Regions from separate parts of the Gossypium hirsutum genome. Here region 1 is linked to region 2. Evidence: chromatin contacts called from public Hi-C data. All regions are on one chromosome and are shown on one strand. Each heading gives the region's core, a stretch centred on a gene start, on an enhancer-like site or on the middle of the called end of the contact. The rest is flanking DNA. Distances are from core to core; before and after follow the strand shown.

The links. Hi-C and Micro-C count contacts between places; a contact is called where the count stands out from the background.
Region 1: a contact with region 2 is called in a Hi-C map of leaf, with 2.3 times the contacts expected there. The contact joins the enhancer-like site here to the promoter of LOC107942596 in region 2. A contact is called at or near these places in 5 of 34 Hi-C or Micro-C datasets (callus and leaf).

The regions. Positions count from the first base shown.
Region 1 is chrA02:5,115,207-5,119,918 of Gossypium_hirsutum_v2.1, forward strand. No RefSeq gene overlaps it. Among protein-coding and RNA genes, the nearest start is that of LOC107940538, 13 kb to the left of the region's middle. Within about 2 kb of position 2,770, at least 1 of the 9 cell types and tissues checked has an H3K27ac peak or open chromatin away from gene starts, as enhancers often do. A contact at or near this core is called in leaf, where this site is marked.
Region 2 is chrA02:4,994,284-4,999,197 of Gossypium_hirsutum_v2.1, forward strand. LOC107942596 (ethylene-response factor C3) reads left to right here and starts at 2,211. Exons shown (of 1, transcript XM_016876293.2): 1 at 2,211-3,332. The coding sequence starts at 2,427. The coding sequence ends at 3,086.

The sequences.
Region 1 (4,712 bases), core at 1,520-4,019, 120 kb after region 2:
TCCCCCTTCTGTTGAATTCGAACAGTGACCCAAGATTCACTCATCCCCGAAATATTCACCAGCCTCTTTGCAAAAGTTTGACTATTAGTAAGCTCAGCATAAATTTTCCTGGCTTGAGCCTTTGGACTCCTCAACAAAGTAGTGTATTCTTCTAAGGTAGGAACCAAATCTACTTCTCCAAATGTGAAACAATTATAAGCAACATTCCAAAATTTAGCCATACCTCGGAACAAACGCTTGTCCACCTTAACATCGAGCAAGTACGGTATATCACCATAACTCTGGTAGAATAACTGTTTAGTGCCCTCATCCTAACGAGTCCATATATCCTTCAACTCCTGCAGCTCATGCTGTGTTACATTGATGCGGGTAAAGTTCTGCAACTCTAATGTATATCCTTCTATCAGGCTATCCCCTTTCTTGGTTTGCAACTTCTCTGACCATGCACGGACGGCCTCATTATCCTCAACTTTACTAAGAAATTCATTCTCCATGTTAAACTTTCTAACTTAGCAATCGAATACGAACCAACACCTCCTTTAGTATGCAATGTCATGCAAAACACAACCAAAGCACAAGTTAGTATCAAATATGCGCAATAAAATACAAGTATAACAATAAAGATAATCATAACACACAAATGGGTAATGACTAAGGTTTGACGTGGCTCTACCTAAGGATAGTTCTTAAGGTTCACTATATGAAGCTCGATTCTAGAGTAAAAGGTACCCGAACCAGCAGATTCCTCAATCCTCACCCATTATAGGCTCATATAGATTGAGTTCGGTTCAGGGGAATACATTTTCCCATGCGGAGATGAAAATCTCATGGAATCATAGGTACAGATGTATCCCGAAAGTAATCCACTAGCCCATACGAAGGTGAAAACCTCACGAAATCATAGTTTCTTACTCCCACTTAATATGTATAACCACAACAGTCATGCACTGTAATGCCATATTTATTAGACAAGACTCGAAACACAACCATCACACAAGCAAATGCAATTAAAAGAATCATAATTTTTCAAAACAAATTTTCAATTAAAAGGATAGCAAACAATCAATTTTATGGCCTGACTCTCTTTGTTCAGTCCCCAGTGGAGTTGCCAAGCTGTCGAAACCCTTTTTATTTTGAAAGCAATGGGGATCGACTTTTTGAAACGAAAATGTGGAGTCACCACCAATCTCTTTATTTAGGTGCGATTGGGCCACCTACTAAAACGCTTTATTCAATGAAAAATAAATAAATTTGGTTTAGGTAAAATAAAGAAAAATGGGTTCGGGAGTTGGTTACGCATGAGGAAGGGTTAGCACCCTCATTACGCCCAAAAACTGGTACCAAATTGATTTGATGCTGTCCTTATATCAAAAGTTTTTAAAAGAAAAGATTTTCCAAAAAAATGTTTGAATAGCTCAAATTAGCGGTTAAAAATCTCTCGTTTCAAATATATGTAGTTTCATACCCAGTACGATTGGATACGATCCCTTATACCTTTCAGATGTGATCGATTTTTGAATTTTGAAAAAAACTCATACATTAAAATTATAAAAGGTTATCCAAATATTTGGTTCACCGGAAAAGTCATACCCAATACGATTGAGCACGATTTTCCGAATTCCCCAAATATTAGATATTGCCTTATTTCAGAATTTTTGAATAACAGAAATTTAAAAATTTGCTTAAAAAACATGTTTATTTATTTTAAAATAGATGAAATACTTAATGCATTGTAAAAAAAAAGTTAATGAATATGAAATAATATACAAAAAGCACAATAAACCTCGCTTAATACATCTAACAATCATTCTAGGTATAATGTAATCAAAGATTCTTTAAGCATGGATAGCGAATAATTATTACAATAATAATAATAATAATAATAATAATAATAATAATATACACGATAATAAAAATATTACACACATAAATAATTTTAGAAAAAAGGATATATACATAGAAAATATTTACATAACTTATACAAAATTAATAACACGTACTATAAAAATAATAATTTAATATGGGTAATGAACATATGAAGAAATTTTAAAGATAATTGTATGTTCAAAATAATATTGAATAAAAAAATGAATTATAAGATTGATTTGATTTTATCATAAATTATATGTAATAAATTTTAGGAACATAATTATATTCAAACCTATTAAAAATTACATGAATAAAAACAATATGACTTCTATGATGCATGTAAGTATTAAATATACGTTAAATAACAACTTAAATAATAAATTCTCAAAAGAATATAAACATTAAGATATGTAAAAAAAAACATAGAATTAATAGCATACACAAACCAAAATGAATTTTACTTCAAATAATATACCAATTATTAAAATAATAGGACAAAAACAAAAAAAAATTACAAAATTCAGCTATCAAAACGACCCAAAATATCACAACCAATGATTAAGCATGTAAAAAAAATGTATGTGCAATAAAATAAAAAAAAAATAAGACTTAATTGAAACAAAATTGAAATAGGAGAAACAATTTACAAATGAAATAAAATAAGAATAAGATCAATGTGCCATGCGCACAAACATGTAGGAACCAAAATTGTAAATACCCCGCCCCACAACGCTACACTAAAACACAGATCAGAGTGAAAAGACGCACAATTATATGGCCAAATTCAAAAAAACAAAGTAAACAAATTAAGCGCAAATTGAAAGCCCAGCGCGACATGAAGGATTTGATGCGCAATTTCCCCATTTTGTGAATGGGTGTGCGGATCCTGCTAATTAAGCGGGTCAGCGCGCGGGTCTTAATTCCCTTGGAACGGCGCCGCATTGAAAGTGTGCCCTTAGGCCTTCATTTGCACCTTTTTTTTCCAGAACAACACCCATCTTTTTAATTTGAAATCAGAACGCAATTTTTGCTACGGTTCCTTCTGCATGCGGCCGAATCACCATCAGATTTGGTGTCCAGCGGCGCGCGAAACCATTCCCGATTCTGCTGCTGTAGGTACTCGACCACCCATTGAGGAGTTTGGTAAGTATTTTATTTTATTTTACTTTATTTGAAAAGAAACTCAAGTCTCATACTATTTAAAAAAAAAAAACAAAAAGAGATTCATAAAATACGAAGAGTTTCGGTATTGCTTGACCTCTCGCCCTCACATCCGCATAGCAGAAATATTTGGGGCTCTCATCGGTCTCCAGTTATGTAAAAAAAATATGAGCAAACCAAGAAGAAAATAAAAGGAAAAAAAACTGGAAAAGAAAAAAGAAAAATAGGAAATCACCTCTATCAATCTTAAATTGCTTTCCTCTATTCTTTGTGCGTGTATACAGATATTGTGTACCTACAGAATCAAGGTACAAATAATGGCTTTTTATAGCCCAAATTTACAGAATAAATGAAAAATAAAAATACATTTTCCCTCTGTCATTTGGCTGTACATTCTGTTGCTGCTCCTCGTATATTCTTTTGCAGGTATGGTGCAACGACTGTACGGAGAAAGCCCCTCGTGAAAGCTGTGCGTGAGAAATCGTCTCTCTGGTGCACTTCTAGTATATTCCAGGGGCTGCTGCTGAAATTCCCTTTTCTGCTGGGCTCTTTCGGATTTGGGCTAGACTTTAGGTTTATTAGGATTGGGCTTTAATTGGGTTAAATAATGTATTTGGGCTACTTTTTATTATTTTGGGCCTGATGATGTAAAATTTGGACATGATCATAGATATTTCAATTTATTTGGGTTTATTTAAATAAATTAAATGGGCCCGGGCAAAATTGGTTGACTACAGCTGCCCCTCTTTGCTCATTGACGTGTAACGGGAATAGAGCAAAGACTTCAAAAGAACCGATTTTGCTTGGTCTTGTTCAATTTTGGCTTTTTAGCTTTTTGGTGCTTCTCTTTTCCAAACACCTTTAGGAAGATGAGGTTGATAGGTTAAATCTGCTACATTGTCGATGCTACATTGCCGATACATGGAGATAAAATTCACCATTTTCAATCTGCTCCACTGCCACTTCAGGGAGATAAGATTCATTCTTCAACCTGCTCTCATGCTACCTCAGAGAGATGAGGCTGGTGGTAAAATCTGCTTCATTGCCTGATACATGGAAATAAAATTCACCATTTGCGAAGATCTGCTCCGCTGCAATCTCAGGGAGATAAGATCTTTAATTCTCAGTCTACTTCCTTGCTACTTCAGGAAGATAAGATAAATTCTTCAACCATCTGCGAAGATCTGCTCCGCTACAAACTCAGGGAGATAAAATCTTCAATTCTCAGTCTGCTTCCTTGCTACCTCAAAAAGATAAGACCTGCTCTCCCGCTACCTCAGAGAGATGAGGCTGGTGGTAAAATCTACTTCATTGCCAATACATGGAAATAAGATTTACCATCTGTGAAAATCTGCTCTGTGACGACTTTAGGGAGATAAAATTTTCAATTCTCAGTCTACTTCCTTGCTACCTCAGGAAGATAGGACTCATTCTTTAACCTGCTCTGTTACTACCTTAGAGAGATAAGGCTTAAAAGTAAAATCTGTTCCATTGCCGATACATGGAGATAAGATTCACCATCTACGAAGATCTGTTCCGCTGCAACTTCAGGAAGATAAAATCTTCAATTCTTAGTTTACTTCCTTGCTATCTCAGGAAGATAAGACTCATTCTTCAACCTGCTCTCTTGCTACCTCAGAGAGATAAGGCTTGGTGGTAAAATCTGCTCCATTGTCGATATA
Region 2 (4,914 bases), core at 961-3,460:
TGCTATGATTGGGGGAATTCTTCATGACGATACAGTGGATGGATTCTTGGTTATAACCAGTTTGTGGGCATTTGTTCAGTTTTAGATGTTGAATTGTGAGGCATTTTAGAAGGCTTGACGATTGCTGTAAGGGATTGGATAAAGTATTTATCTTATCAGACAGTCAAAAAGCAATACAAGTTTTTCAAGAGAGTACTACAAAAATGTTAAATTCTACACGTTTTCAGATATTATAATAAAGAGGCTGTAATCTAACTAAAATATCTGTTAGCAATAATGATTGTACTCAATTTTTTTAAAACCCCTCCACAGGGGATTAGATATATCTCTAAATAATTTTTTATAGTGTTGTTTGATTCACCAAAAAAATTAACTAGCTTGCCTGAGACGCACTTTTGGTTTCCCATTTTCCATGGATTATAGAGGAAAGTTTCGTTCCAAATTAAGAGTGGTGTTCATTGTCATTTGTTATGTCAAATCATGGAGCCACTATTCTTTGGATGTTTGTCCCAATTCATTGAACATTCGATAAATAGAATGCACCCTCAAAGCTTATCTATGTAATTTCAACATCGCATCTCTCCCCCCCTCCCCCCTTTTTTTTCTTTTTCATTTATGCAAACGATTAAGGTTTCATTTGAAATTTCAATCACGGCCATTTTATACTCCAATGTTATTTTATGATTCAATCTTAATTGAGTTTTCTAATGAAATCTAAGTTTATTAAATGAAATTTCATAAGTGTAAAAAATATTTTAAATACAAATATTACAATAGATAAAGATAGGAGTAATATAAATACGCACATTGTCTAAGTAGAAGTGTTTATGGATCGAATTCAATCAAATATATCAATATAGTATATAATTTCTTAATTTACTCAAAATATAAATCTAAAATTTTATCAAAGTCTTATCTATATTCTGTAAATAGTTAACTTAAATCGATTTGAACACATCTATATTTTTAAAATTTTAATATAATTATTTTTATTTAATATATAGTATTTATCGTTTACTACTATTGTATATATTTACTTAATCTCTAAACATAAAAAATTTAAAATATTTTTTAATATTTACATTATTTTATATTATATTTAATTTTCGTATGATATATAAATTATATAAAATTTAAAATAAAATCGTAACTTTGGTAAAAGCCAAGCAAGGCTAGATTTTAACTTTTAGTATTGGGTAATGAGCTTGAATCATATTTTAAAAGGACTTAATCTTTTATAGATAAATTACATCTCAAGTTATTAAACTATTAATAAGTTTATATTTAGTCACTCAACTTTAAAAAGTTACAAAATGTCATTGAATTAAGTCATTGGGCTATTAAAATTGTTGTTGTGTGGCCTTTTTTATTTGCACTACTAGCACCAATTAAAATTTCTCATTTCTCTACTCTTCTATAATTTTTTTCATAGAACAACTTTTAACGTCATGAATCTACGAATAAAAATCTAAATAGCTTTCTTCTCCAATTTTCGACAATAACGATTGCCAGATCTAAGATATGTTCTTTTACTTGTCAATAGGTGTTAATCCACTGTATTAATCGTCAAATTGTCACTTGGAGCCCCCTGACAGCACTTTTTAAAAAAAAAAGGTTTAATAACCTAATGACTTAAATAATTTTTTGAATAATTTAATGATTTAAATGAAAATTTTTAAAATAATTTAAAGACATTTTTTAAACTTTTTAAATTAAGTGATGAAAATATAGACAATTAATAACTTAGGATGGGTTTAGATGGACAATTCTTTTATCGCGATTAGTGTAAACATATCGATGGCAGTAAAATTAGATATTGTAACGATATTATAATATAAGATAAAAAATATGCTAAACGCACTACACCCCACTTTTTATCCAAATCCACCTTAATAATATTAAACATAACTTACCTTTATTTTATTCAACTTTTTTTCCTTTTTTCGAGTTTATTATTTTTATTCAAATCTTCCGTAATTGAGTGGAGCTTTCGAATAAATAAATCGTCCCTAGGAAAGGTCTATGTTCCCAACTACCAATCTGATTTGTCTCTGTCATCCACGTGGGATGACAAGTGGACATATTCCCCACCCTAGCTTTGTAACCAAACAGGGAGTGACGTCATTTGTCCACGTCACTTATTCTGACTTGGCCGTCACTCCCGAATTGACCCGCGTGTTCAATTAAACATTCCTTGTGGGACCCAAAAACATAACCAGCAAACAATATATGCCATGTCATCTTTTTGCCACTTGACAAAAAAATTTCTATTTACATTTAAATCCCCCTTTATCCTTCCCTTTAAAAGAGGAGCCTCAGCCTCGAGTGTTTTTTGCTCTCCACTTTCATAGTTTCATTACAAAAAAAAACAGAGTGAAAAACAGAGGATTTACAGGGGAAGTCTTATAAATCCTTAAAAAAATCCAATGGAATCTTTCCATTTTCACTCACCGAATTCGAACTGCTCATCGGAATCTTCGTTCGGGTCACCGGAATTTCTCCCTTTAGATCACAACTCGCTTCCCTTCAACGAAAACGACTCAGAGGAAATGCTTTTGTATGGTCTATTAGCAGAGGCTAAACAGGAAAAATCATCAGAGCTAACATACCCGAATCAAGTGAAAGAAGAAGAGGTTACCTCGATGGACATCGAAAGCCCGACGAAAGAAAAGGCTTACCGAGGGGTAAGACGGCGGCCATGGGGAAAGTTCGCGGCGGAGATAAGGGATTCAACGAGGAATGGGGTAAGGGTATGGCTCGGAACATTCGACAGCGCGGAAGCGGCAGCTCTGGCCTACGATCAAGCCGCTTTCGCGATGAGAGGCTCCGCCGCTATCCTGAATTTCCCGGTCGAAAAAGTGCGGGAATCGCTGAGGGAAATGAAGTGCAATCAGGAGGACGGAGGTTCGCCAGTGGTGGCTTTAAAGAGGAAACACTCGATGAGGAGGAAAATGGTGAGCAGAAACAAGAAGGAAAGAGAAAGCGGCGGTGTGAGGATAAACAATGCGGTGGTGTTTGAGGATTTAGGGCCTGATTTCTTGGAACAGCTTCTCACTACTTGTGATCAAGCTGCTACACCTTGGTGAATGAATATTGCATTAAATACAATATATATTATTCACCAAAAAAATTTACAATATATATTTTATATTAATCTATTTCTAGTTATAGTCATTTATTTTTGCCATGATCTTTGGTTTGTTTTTTAGAATCTTCATTTGTAAACTTTAAAGTGTAAAAATGGTTTAGCATTTTGATTTTTTTCTCTAAATAGATAGTTATTTGTAAATAGTAGAAATTTCTAAAGATGATATATTAATATTTAAATTCTAGACTTTTTGAATTTATACGTGAAATTTTATATTATACAAATATAATAGTATTTTATTATCAATGTAGGAGAACGTAATTTCAAGTACATTAAAATGCGCTTATTTTTCTATTTAAAAGTTAAAGAGAGATAAAACAAACATATGCTATTTAATTAACTCTCGATAATCCAAACTTCCTATTAATAAGAGATAAAATAATGTGTACGAGAATTTTTATTTTCTTAAGGAAGTTTCGAATATTTTATAAAAAGTAAATGACGAATTAATTTGTTTATAATCTATGGTCCAATGATTTTTTCCATAATTACTATTTCAGTCTAAGATCAAACAGAAAGGAAGCTTCCTGCTGAATGTTGCTTTGAGGTTATAATAAAATTCTTGGATTGCTATCAATTGCATAATTAGACTAATCTTTGTTTAGTGAATTTAGTAACATATCCTCAATTGACTTTGTCTCTAGTTGGGTTTTAAGTGTATAAAAAAATAAAAAATTAATTGGGTTGTATAAAAAAATAAAAATATGGTCACTTGATCATTACTTTTTCTTTGCCAAGTATGACCAGTTTTCCTTTTTTCTGAGGATAGAAACAATGGCCTAATCTAATTGTTTGCTTAAATAATACAAAAAGTTATTTGGATATATACGTTGTGGGGCATGGGAGATTTTGACCATGACAATGTCATTTGATTTTTCTTTTGGGTTTAGGGTTTCAAGATAGAGACGTGAGTGAAGGGAGTGAAGAAAAAGAAAAGAAAAAAAAGGGTAAATTACACTAAGGTCACTAAATTATTAATAAATTTACGTTTTGGTCACTCAATGTAAAAAAATTATTGGATTTTCAAATAGTTTAATGACCATTTTGTAACTTTTTTATGTTATGTGAACAAAATGTAAACTTACTAATAGTTTAGTGACCTTGGGTATAGTTTACCCAAGAGAAAAAAAGAGAGGGAGAGGAAAATTTAAAAAAAATTGTGATTTTTATTTTTATTTTTCATGTATTTTATACAATTCTTAAATTGTCTATAAATCTTCAAACTCTTAAATAAGAGAGATAATACATGTTTAAGTACAAACCCATGTCTTCATAATTCAAACTCTTAAATAAGAGAGATAATACATGTTTAAGTACAAACCCATGTCTTCATAATGATAGCAACAGTAATAGTACTAATATTATTAAAACTCCATTGGCCACAAATAGTTTTCCAGAATAATAAATAATTTTACGAGTTTATTTGGACCAGTGTTGTCCTAAGTTTTATATTTTTTTCTATTTTTTTAATAACTTTTTAATTTATGAAGTTTTTGTCTGCTCTTGTAGCACGTTTTTTAGTCTTGCTTATACATGTAACCTTAGTTTTACAAGTGATTTTAGGGATGATTTTGTTGTCGTCTTCTCTAGTTTAGTGAATGCTAAATTCTTTTGTCAATTTTTGCTCGTCGTTTTGGACCATTCAGGGTTAATTTCCTTATCGTATTAAATGTTTGTAATCACTTCAGATATGTCGTGCTTGAGTTGTGACAAAATTAATTGTCAACGTGTCATGATGTTCTATTCATGCTGAGGCTAAAGCCTTT